4 separate regions of the Zea mays genome follow, and regions 1, 3 and 4 are each linked to region 2. The links are chromatin contacts, called in public Hi-C maps. All regions are on one chromosome and are shown on one strand. Each heading gives the region's core, a stretch centred on a gene start, on an enhancer-like site or on the middle of the called end of the contact. The rest is flanking DNA. Distances are from core to core; before and after follow the strand shown.

What was found. Hi-C and Micro-C count contacts between places; a contact is called where the count stands out from the background.
Region 1: a contact with region 2 is called in a Hi-C map of ear, with 2.6 times the contacts expected there. The contact joins the enhancer-like site here to the promoter of LOC100382937 in region 2.
Region 3: a contact with region 2 is called in a Hi-C map of tassel, with 3 times the contacts expected there. The contact joins the enhancer-like site here to the promoter of LOC100382937 in region 2. A contact is called at or near these places in 2 of 25 Hi-C or Micro-C datasets (ear and tassel).
Region 4: a Hi-C map of leaf shows a contact between it and region 2, with 5 times the contacts expected there. The contact joins the enhancer-like site here to the promoter of LOC100382937 in region 2. A contact is called at or near these places in 4 of 25 Hi-C or Micro-C datasets (ear and leaf).

Annotation. Positions count from the first base shown.
Region 1 is chr2:135,360,199-135,362,898 of Zm-B73-REFERENCE-NAM-5.0, forward strand. No RefSeq gene overlaps it. Among protein-coding and RNA genes, the nearest start is that of LOC103648929, 45 kb to the right of the region's middle. Within about 2 kb of position 1,298, at least 7 of the 20 cell types and tissues checked have an H3K27ac peak or open chromatin away from gene starts, as enhancers often do. A contact at or near this core is called in ear, where this site is marked.
Region 2 is chr2:136,132,166-136,134,865 of Zm-B73-REFERENCE-NAM-5.0, forward strand. LOC100382937 reads left to right here and starts at 1,339. Exons shown (of 9, transcript NM_001175623.2): 1 at 1,339-2,199. The coding sequence starts at 1,447.
Region 3 is chr2:136,911,235-136,913,934 of Zm-B73-REFERENCE-NAM-5.0, forward strand. No RefSeq gene overlaps it. Among protein-coding and RNA genes, the nearest start is that of LOC111591033, 13 kb to the left of the region's middle. Within about 2 kb of position 1,372, at least 13 of the 20 cell types and tissues checked have an H3K27ac peak or open chromatin away from gene starts, as enhancers often do. A contact at or near this core is called in ear and tassel, where this site is marked.
Region 4 is chr2:136,767,503-136,770,202 of Zm-B73-REFERENCE-NAM-5.0, forward strand. No RefSeq gene overlaps it. Among protein-coding and RNA genes, the nearest start is that of LOC100274585, 130 kb to the left of the region's middle. Within about 2 kb of position 1,254, at least 16 of the 20 cell types and tissues checked have an H3K27ac peak or open chromatin away from gene starts, as enhancers often do. A contact at or near this core is called in ear and leaf, where this site is marked.

The sequences.
Region 1 (2,700 bases), core at 48-2,547, 770 kb before region 2:
CACCATCTCTCTACTCCTAGTGCGCGATTGTCTCTTCACGTATGGAATAGCCGAGTTCAAGCTTACCCTATCCCATACCAGGGTATGTTGCTATTTGCAAAGTCTCAACCACAACAGGCCAGTCAACGGTACGATCCTTAACCGACACAGACGGGCGACCTTGTCTGCTCAACGTCTGGTCTAGATTTATTCAAACCCTTTTCCCATTTTTGGTACCCGGCAGGGATACTCTTTTCGAGTGCCGAGTCCACTCCAGCCATAGAGGATTCATCACCTTAGTTTGTTTTGGTTTTTGAATCAAAAAGCCCATAACCAATGTTCCACACCATTGTTTTTGAAAACAAAGGATTTTTCAGTTTCTAAGCAGGGTTAAGCATTATCAGTTCTTTTTATAAATCAGGGATCAAGGTATAGTATTCAAATTCCAAGGAATGGTAATGCATCAATTGTTCATCACACAACTCCTATCACCTAATGCATCATTTAAGGTGATAAAACATTTAAAACACAAGGAAGGGGCAAATGCACCGAGGCTTGCCTTTGTTGCAGAGAAGAGGTTCTAGATACTTCTAACACGATGATCAGTTAGATGGCCCATCCCTGGATCAATAGCACTGGAGTAGGTTCCTTCTTCACAAGGACCAATTCTCGTTCTTGGTGTTCTACATGAAATGATATGAATATGAATGCTTGCTTAAACTAGAAATATGCAACTTGCAAAGGAGACAACACATATTACTCCTAGACTTAACATGCAAGCTATCATCACAAGCCATAACTACCAGGTAGCTACTTATCCTTAGAACTCATCTAACCATCCAAAACTTGCTAAACAATTTCATTCTTTACTAAGACATCAGGTGCCTTAATTACCCAGGGGTAAAACTCTTTTCCTTTATTGAGCAATAATTAATTTGCTAAGCAAATCTTGTCCTAACAGCTCCAAATTTTTACCAAAGGTTCATATGCTCAACATAAGCTTACATAATTTTTCTCATAACTTTTTAGTGCTGTATTATTGTTACTAAAATTTCAGATAAGCATTTTACGGCACCTTTTATTCCTCTAAAAATATATATTTTCTACAAAAATTCCAAGAATGTTTCTACCAGAGAGTGTTTGATTTTATACACCTAACAAAATTTGTCCTATCATTTTTGCAATTTTCTTCGATTTCTGGCATAATAAACAAGGCATCAGGCATATAACAAAGAAAAACAATACACAAAGCTTGGGCCGGAACTGGCCCAATTGGCCCAGCACCAGAGAAAACTAGCGCCAGGAAGCCCAAAGCTCTACCACGCACGCGCCCGCGTCCTCCTTCGCACGCACCGGCGGTGGCGTCAAACTCCGGCAGCAACACACTGTCCAACAGCATGATAGAGCTCGAAACAAGAAGAGGGAAAGCACCAGTGGCTCACCCCGAAGTGGATTGATCCGTAGCGTGCACGCAACCAGTTCCCAACAAGGCCGGCCACGACGAGGTTGCCCCAAGCGGTAATCACCGACGACGCCACGATGTTCCCGAGGAATTATTGCGGCAGAGATGGAAAGGGAAGCTCGGAGAGTTTCACTGACCCAAGGGGATGATGGAACATGCACACAACAAACAAACAACCCCCCGGAAAGCCCTGGCCACGGCAGGGTGGGGAAACTGGACGGTGTGGTCACAGGCTACAGGAAGACGGCGCGCGATAGACCTGGGCAAACAACTGGGGTGACATGGGAGGATTAACGTAGACGTGGGAACATGAAACACAACAACACACGGTGAGCTGGGTTAGACCCGGGGATAGAGGTAGGGCTTTACTGAACCAAGATTGTGGCAATATGGAGCAGGCAAACAGACGCCGGTCGAGCATGATCAGACCACGCAAGACAAGGGCCCTGAGGTGTCAATGGTTGCATGAGCTTGGCTACGTGGCTTTACTCACCCATCACCACGCTGGTTCAAAGGGACAGCGGGGCAGTGAACCAGGTCCGGCAATGGGTAAGGATTTTATCGGATAACTCTGAATTCCACCCATGTGCAGATATTTTCATTAGTGAAACCCATCAGACACTAGAAGCTCCACAGCCACTCTCTGTAATACTCATCCATAACTCAGTCTTGACAAACCAGTGGAGCACAGCAGGGATACAAAGATCTTTTCAGAGTTAGAAACCAACACTGAATTCATTTGAGTCCAACACTCCAGTGTCCACCTGAACCCCTTCTGTTTACCCCTTTATCTCTCTATTTCCAACAGCAACAAATCGACCAAGGCTAACCAAATATTCTCACAAAGCAAAGTCTACCGTCTTGCTAAAACACACATGTCAAAAGTTTCAGAGCCCCAAAGTTTCCTCTCAATACTCAGATATTTGAAGCCTCATATCTATCCTCTATGCTGAGCACACAGGACAAGCAAGCAAGCTCATGCCGATGTGCAGTTTGAGCACGCCGCTTCCCCTCCCTCCTGTCCAACTAAAACAAATTCACACCACAACACGCCCAGCTAATGGATTGACTTGAAATCCCCTTTCAACTACTAGCCTTTTGCATTTTAAATCACAGCTTCAAATCATAGACAAGGGAAACAAAGCTGCAGCGTGGAAAGCTTTTTTTTTGCTCCCAAAAACTGAACCCAGTTTTCAGTTACTTAAAACTGAATTCAGCACTAATCAACTGAACCCCTACCTTTAACCGCTTTGATCCTC
Region 2 (2,700 bases), core at 89-2,588:
CATAAGAGATAACCATGGCATGTCTGTGTGGGTAATATTTGAGACGAAGATCATCCTGAGAAAAAGTAATGGAGATGTGGGACCATCTGGCCCTGATTAAGGGTCCTTGGACACCAACATGTTGTACCCTTCTTTGGCTTCTTTCTTCTGCTTTTTATTACTGGGTTCGAAGCTTGAGCCCCCGATAATGGGGAGAGTAAGCTTCTCCATGGAAGTTGACAAAGCTTGATGGTTTGTCATGCTCTTCATCGTGATGAAGGTTGTCATGGTTGTGAGATATATGAAGGTGGACGCCAATGTTGGTCATTTGTTTTCGATTGCTATATGGAATAAAAAACAAGGCAACACAATGTTAAAAGGTAGAAGCCTTCGTCCTTGAAATGTTGTCTCTCCAGGATAACTCTTCGAGGACGAAGGTTGAATGTAATCAAATAGAATGCGAAGAGTATGACAAAGTGAGATATGAGAACTCGTCTCATATGCCTTAGCATCTTATTTCTCTTCTCATACAAAACAAGCTTACAATCATACCTTCGGCTTCTTGATGCAAGATAGCGCGAAGGTGTTTCAGAGGCTGAGTTATGCGAAGCTGTAGCACCTAGCTAAAGGTACTTTATGCGAGGTACTGTTCATTTATTTATAGGGGAGATGAACTGACCTAGTATGGATTTACAATAATATCCATCCAATTTTACATAAGTCATTTACAAACAACTTAGGGGCAACAACGTACTTTTCTTCGTCCTTGACTCCACGAGTCCCAGCCTTCGTCATTCAGTTGCTTCTTTCTTTCAGTATTTGGCTGAAGCTGCTGTCTTCGGCCACTGTCTTTACCGCTTGCATATAGATGAAGTGTTTTTGTATGTCGCTCTCTGTCGAAGCTTGGCTTCGTACTCCTATAAGAACATTTCTGAAGTGCACTCGTTAATCTTCGAGTTTCAAGTGATCGTCATGTGCGAAGCTACTCTGCACGTCTTCCTGGCCGAAGGTTGGCTTCGTCCATTAGTAGAGATATTCCTAAAACACACTAGCTTGTGTCGAAGTAAAATGGTTAGGCAAGTGATCTTCGGCATAGAAGGCCCCAACAGTATCATACGCATATGTTTTAACTATTTAATTGTTGTGATGTTGTGTCGATAAGAATGGACTCAAACATTTTTTTACCATAACCTAAGATATTGTGTCAAAAAAGTATCTTACTTAAGATACAATTAATTCTCACTCCTATTAAATACCTTGTCACACCAACAAAGATTTCTATATATTATATTATTAATGAATACTACTTTCGTTCTCGAATATCTTATTAAATACCTTGCTACATCAGCAAGTTTATTTTAAAAATAAAACGCCACAAATAAAAAAATAAAACACGATAAATAAATAAAAATAAAGCACAACAAATAAAAAAGAACGTCAATTGAAAATAGCCTAGGTGCATAGACCATGACATTGATGGTAGGCCTGGGCCCACCACTGCTGGCGGTTTCGAATCCAGTGAGCGGCTTTACTTTTCCGTTGCGTGTATCCTCTCGGCTCTCGCCTCGCCGAGTCGCCGTCGAGTCCGCCATTCCATTCACCCCGGTTCCCCTCCCGTGCAACCGCGAGCAGAAGCCACCATTTCAAAACGAGGACGAGCCCGCTGCTGGTGCTGTCCCTTCCCGCGCGCCGCCGGCGCCTGGCCACCTGCTCCGCGTCGGATCTAGAGCGAGCGAGCGTCACCCGCGGCTCTCGTCGCCGTCAGCGTCACCCACCCGTCGTCTTCTTGCCTCCGAAGTCAAATCTTCCACCCCATATCACCACAGAGAATTCCAACCCATCCACTTCCGCGGCCTGCTGCCGTCCGCTTTATTTAAACCGTCCGCCACGGCGACCCCGACGACTCCCCCCGCGGCCTCTCCCGCCAGCTCCCCCTCACCCCCGACCATCCACGCCTCCAAGCGCCGCCGCCGCGAGACCGAAGCCACGGGGAACACGCCGCTGAGGGGTGGCAGGGGCCCCGCCCCTCGCCGCCGCTCGTCGACTCCGCCTCCTCTTTCTCTGCCGGCGGCGGAGTTTGACCCGCTCGACCCGGACGCTGACCCGCCCCCCAAGCTGCTCACGGCCGACGAGGTGAGGCTCTGCAAGCAGGCGCTGAAGGCGCTCGACAAGAAGGTCGGGAAGCCCGCCACGCTTACCAAGGAGTTTCGTAGCCTCCCGGTATATCTATATCTCCCCTCTTCCGCCCGCCTCTTGTCACTGAGGGAATTGTGCGCCAAAATTAGGATTTCCTAGCTACTGTATGTACATCATTTCTTCAGTTCTACTTTAAAAAGGGGACATGAGTAAACCTTAATTAACTGCATTACCATGAGCTGAGGATCCCAGCAGAATTGGTGTGCCAAAAGAACCCAGAGGGCGAATTTTGTTTATTTCCATGAGCCTGCTGTGAGAGAGGACATATCTAGTGCACATAGAAGATGGGTGCACATGGTGCACATATTAAATCATCACCACTCATTTTAGATCTAACGTCTCTGGTTGATCATTCAATTTACAAATAACACCTTCCACCACTACACACCACCACTTTGGAGGGTGTTTTTAGCAAAATATACCAAACAACCAGAGACATTAGATCTAAAATGAGTGGTGATGATTTAATATGTGCACCAATCTTTCATGTGCATTAGATATGTTCTCGCTGTGAGATCTCCCACC
Region 3 (2,700 bases), core at 122-2,621, 780 kb after region 2:
GAGAAAGTGAAGTAAAGGTTATGTTGAAACTTAGATACTTAAGCTGATTTCACGTGTAACTCACACAACAAGTGTAAGAAAATGAAAACAATCACTGGCATCTTATGGACTTTATGGCCCAAACATTTTTTAGAATTTTATGTAGACAAATGTTAACCCTCCATCAAATTTTATGAATTTCTAAGGCTATTTGTGTATTATTAATTTCTTTTTACAAAAATCATCAAAATGTAATTAACGTTATAAAATAACCTAGTGTCTACCAAAAATTGCAAATAAGTTACCAGGACCAATAAACATTCTATTAAAGATAATATGAAGTCCCTATGTGAAAATGATAAAGTGAAGTATTGATTATGTTAAAACTTGGATAGTTAAGGTGATATCACATGTAACTCACATAACAAGTGAAAGTGAATTGAAAGAAATGTTGGCAATCTTTAGATTTTATGGCCCAAACATTTTTGAGGATGCTATATGGGCATATATTGCTCCTCCGTCAAATTTCACGATTTTTTGAGACTATTTGTGTATTATTATATTTTTTCTATAGAAAATTATCAAAATGCATTTAAATTCATAAAATATTCCACTATCGACCGAAAATTGCAAATATGTTACCAGGAACAATAAACATTATATAAGAACATAACCTCAAATCCCCATATGAAAATGATAAAGTGAAGTATTGATTATGTTGAAACTTAGATATTTAGGGCGATTCCTCATGTAACTATCCGAATATCTGAAATCTAAAATCTGGTAAGATATCTAGGTAGATGTCCGGATATCCGAAATATGAAATCCGGACAGTTATCCGAGAAGATATCCGGATATCCGAAATCCGACGGATATCAGTCATATCATATTTGTATCCGATATCCGAACTGTACTATCCGAATTCGAATCCGAAATCCGAAAATTCTGCGGATATCCGAAAAAAACTATCCAACCGAATAATTAGCCTCTTCGGACGGTCGGATGATCGGATAATATCCGTACCGTTTACACCCCTAGTTTGCAGCACAAACGTCATAAGAACGAGAACCACGCGCGCGTCAGGATGATTGGACCCGAAACTGAAAAGAGTCGTACGTAGTAGCGCGTATTCAGGCTATACATGCAGACACAGTCACATGTACACGCTACGTACATGCATGCATGCAGCGCTCCTATGTATAGTACTGTCTACGACAACAACACAGCCTCTACTACATACAGTTACGCCACACACGCACCCGATCGAATAGCGATCATGGGCGTCCGACGTCGACGCGCGTCATCATCCATATTTTCCACAGGCCACAGCCAGAGCCGTACGTCTCGGCGGTCTCGATGCATTTCGCCGCCGCGTGCCATCCTCGCGCTTTCTACGTGTCTCCCAGGCCACTATTTCCGGCCGGTGCCGCCGCGCGCGCGAGGTGTTGCTGGTGGCGTGGTCACCACACGCGCGCGCACTAGCTATATATAGCTAGCGAATCAAGCCAAGCCACGGCCGGAAGACAAGTGCGTTGCATCGGTCGAACTTCACCGATCTTCGCCGCCGGTTGCGTTGAAAACATTATTATTAATTCTTTACTACTGTTTTTAACTTAAATTTCTAAAATTAAGGGCTGATTTGGGAACCCAATTTTCCAAAGGATTTTCATTTTTTCAAGAGAAATTAGTTCATTTTCCCTTACGCCCCGTTTGAATCATTGGAATTAAATTCCATTCTAATAATAATAATTTAGGCATATATCAATTAAACTAATTCGGTTTTATACAAAATATATTTGTATACTATTATTAGCAAGATGTCAGAGATATTTACGTGCTATATATTTACTATAGAGGAGTAAGACGAAGAGTGTCATATAAGTTAAAGAGTAGAAACAAATTCTACTACTGTATAAAATCATTTCCCATCCCCCACCACATGAATTTGGAAAGTGGTGGAATGTCAAATTCCAAACTAAATGAGTTACTTTAGGAGTGAATTCCAATTCCTCTAAAATAAAGGGATCTAAACGCCTCGTTAGGAAAATTGAAATCCCTTGGAAAAACGGTTTTCCCAAACTAGTCCTAATCAGGCTCCATATTAAAAAAATGATTAGTGACGATCCACCCACCAACACCGAGAGTGATACTGTATTAATTACTGATAGCTAGTGGCTTAAGTCGATAGTGATATATATTACTCCCAGTTTATAGTGGAGGAAGAATTGTTGTATATCCTAGCTCCTCCTCCTCCTCCTCCTACTACTACTACTCACTGCAGTAAATCACAAAACTTGGCCGTCGGACATAAACATTAAACCGTCGGAGATAGCTCATGTCCGACGGCATCCGTTTATCTTCGATGGCAACTGGCCGTCGAACATAAGAGGTCGGAAATAGTATTATGTCTGACGGCCGCCGTCGGACATAGGCTATCTCCAATGGCCACGTCAGTCCATCGGACATAATATATGTCAACCGTTTTAACGGGCGCAGGTGAGGCCCACATCCCTTATGTCCGACGGTCTCGCATCAGCTGTCGGACATAAACACGTGTTATCTCCGACGGTCTTTCTTAAGCCGTCGGACATAACAAATTTCAGCAACTACAAAAAAAATCTGTTTTTTTTAATTTTTGACATTTACAAAAAAAACACAGATTGCATACACATATACACAGAGTTCATATACAACCACATATTCACAATCACAAATACATTC
Region 4 (2,700 bases), core at 4-2,503, 640 kb after region 2:
TACTTATAACCTTATTTCTAATGGTTTAATAATTGTCAATAGAAATTAGAATTTTAATATTCTAAACACATGTCGGTCGATAAAAATAACCTTATTAAATTCTCTAATCATTTAGAGCCATCGAAATAACAAACACTTATTCGTGTAAAATATACCAATCATTTTTTTGTGCACAAAATCTTCCATCCTATACCAACAATCAACTTACACCAATATTACGCTTAAATGTATAGAACAAATAAACTTACTTTGACAGCAGGAAGCACAGGATGTGGAGAAGTCGGGAAGGGGCCGGCGGAGGGACGATAGTGGTGGCTGTTGGACGAGAGATGCGCGCGAGAACGAGGGAATGACAGTGTTTGTTTCGATCTTTGGCTTTATCTTTTGCCTCGTAAAAGTCAAACCAAAGAGTTAGATTAAGAAAACAACTTTTTCTAAAAATCGATTTTCTCGTAGTATAAAACTGAAATTACCCCTGTTTCTGTTTTAGTGGCTTTCATATGAAACTATAAAAACATATATTAAAGAACTTTTAACGATTTTTAGTGATTTACACCAAACGATTTTTAGTTTTTTAACAGCTCACAATACACAACAGCTTTTTTAACAACTCACAGTCCACGTCAACATTTTTTGCAGCCACAGTTTAACCAAACAGACCCTAATTGAGGTTACGTCGAAAATAACCTTATTTTCTTTTTTAAAGTAATTTAATATACATAATTATTATATATCAGTATTACCCTTAGAAAAGTATTAAGTATTGTAATGTTAGATATATACATTAAATATTATTTTTACCATATTTTAGTTCGATTTCAGCCCGGAAATTGGCAGGACCGGACCTGGAAAATGACGTTCCCTCCAAACGAGAGGTGCGGTTTGTCCATTCGCTAGGCAAGGCAGCAGTCTGAGAGCACAAAAGAAAGACTATTTCTGAACTCAAATAATAAAGAAAAAAAGATATGAATTTGGACAAAGATTATTTTTAAAAATTACCCAGCGAAATTATAATTTTTAATGTGCAGTACCTGTACAATTTAATAGACATAGAACTGCATTAGTTTCTAGTATTAGGATATTGCTGTCTAGCATTCGTACGGCCTTTATCAGTCAATCAGAAACGGAGAACATCACGAGTAACAACTAATCAACTATGCGCATTTGATCGGCCCGCCTACTCGGGAGCAACATATGGTTGTTCAGGTTAGCCCATACTCAGATTGAGGGGTTGAGCATGTAACTGACAGCCCAGTTCAAGATCCGACCCAGTTGAGGGGCACAGCGTGCGTGTAAGCGACCTTTACGATTCGTTTTTGATGGGCCTAATCCCGCGCATCTACGGGTAATTCTGGGCTCAGGCTGTGCGGCCTCAGTTCATTTACATTTACTATCGTGTATCGCTTTGTATTAAAGCCGGCTACTATTTACACTTCATGTAGCTGTTACCTACGCAGACAAAAACAAATAACTCTACTCAGATTTGCAAGTTGCAACACCAGCCCGACAGAGTTATTTGTGATAAAACACGACAACAAATAAGGCCTGCTGTTGTATGTGATTGTGAACAGCATAAGCCTTGTAAGGTCGATTATAATGTGGGTTGTAACTCTCATATAATTTTCTTTCGGTGGGACATCGAAAGCTTAATCTCTAAATCTGTGTTGGGCTTCAACTTCCTCGCACACAGTGCGCGCACGTGGTTCTTGGGCTTTGGAAGACTTCCTCAAACAGTTCGACATTATATTGATTTTGTTAAGTAACCCTAGTTAGGGTTATGTGGGTAAATACTGACTTTACCTCTGAGGGTCTGTGGGGGACAGATATCCCCGGATCCACTGGAAGGCTAAAATACCTCGCGAAAGGCCTGCGGGCCCAATAATTCGCAAGGCCATCCCTTCGTGGGCCTGGGGAGGCACGTCCGGTAAAGTGGATTGACACAGGCCCAGACGGCCCGATGAGTTTGAACGGCAACCGCAACAAGGATCCGACCTTCCCGCGCAGGGGCCCCATACATTGGAACAGAGCGGAGATAGGTCGGCGGAATTATAGGAAGATATGTTCAGTCGGTTCACTATTACTTAGTCTCACATTGTTATCATATCCACATGTAATGCCCCACAGTCGAGTATATAAGGCCTAGGGGGCATCCCCTCAAAAACATATCTCACTACTTAGCCATCCACCCAGTTCTCTAAACATCCTCGATACTAGAGAACCTCCTTGTAACTCACCACACAAAGTATTCACGCCAGGACGTAGGGTATTACGCATCTCAAAGAGGCCCGAACTTGTACAAAATTGTCCACTGTCTCTCGTGCATCTAGCGCGAACCATCGAGCTACAGTCGGTAACACCGTCCTACTCCAAAAAGCACCTCAAGGGGCAACCCTGGGTGCGCGGTCGGACCTAAAACATCGACATCTGGCGCGCCTGGTAGGGGCTGTGTCACTGATCCAAGCTAGCTCAATGGCCATCACTTTCCAGCGCAAGATCGTCCTCCGCCCCGGGTCCACATTCTGCTTCGGAACCATCTCATCCGTGGCAGATGAAGAAGGAACTCTACATCGCATCGCGGATCCACCGGAGAGAGAGTCTTCCTCAACAAACTCCGGAAAAGCCGGAGTGAAGCAGGAAAAAGCGCAACCTCCGGCGCCCCGAACAAAGACTCCCTCCTGCAGCCAGGGGCAGAGGGTCCGT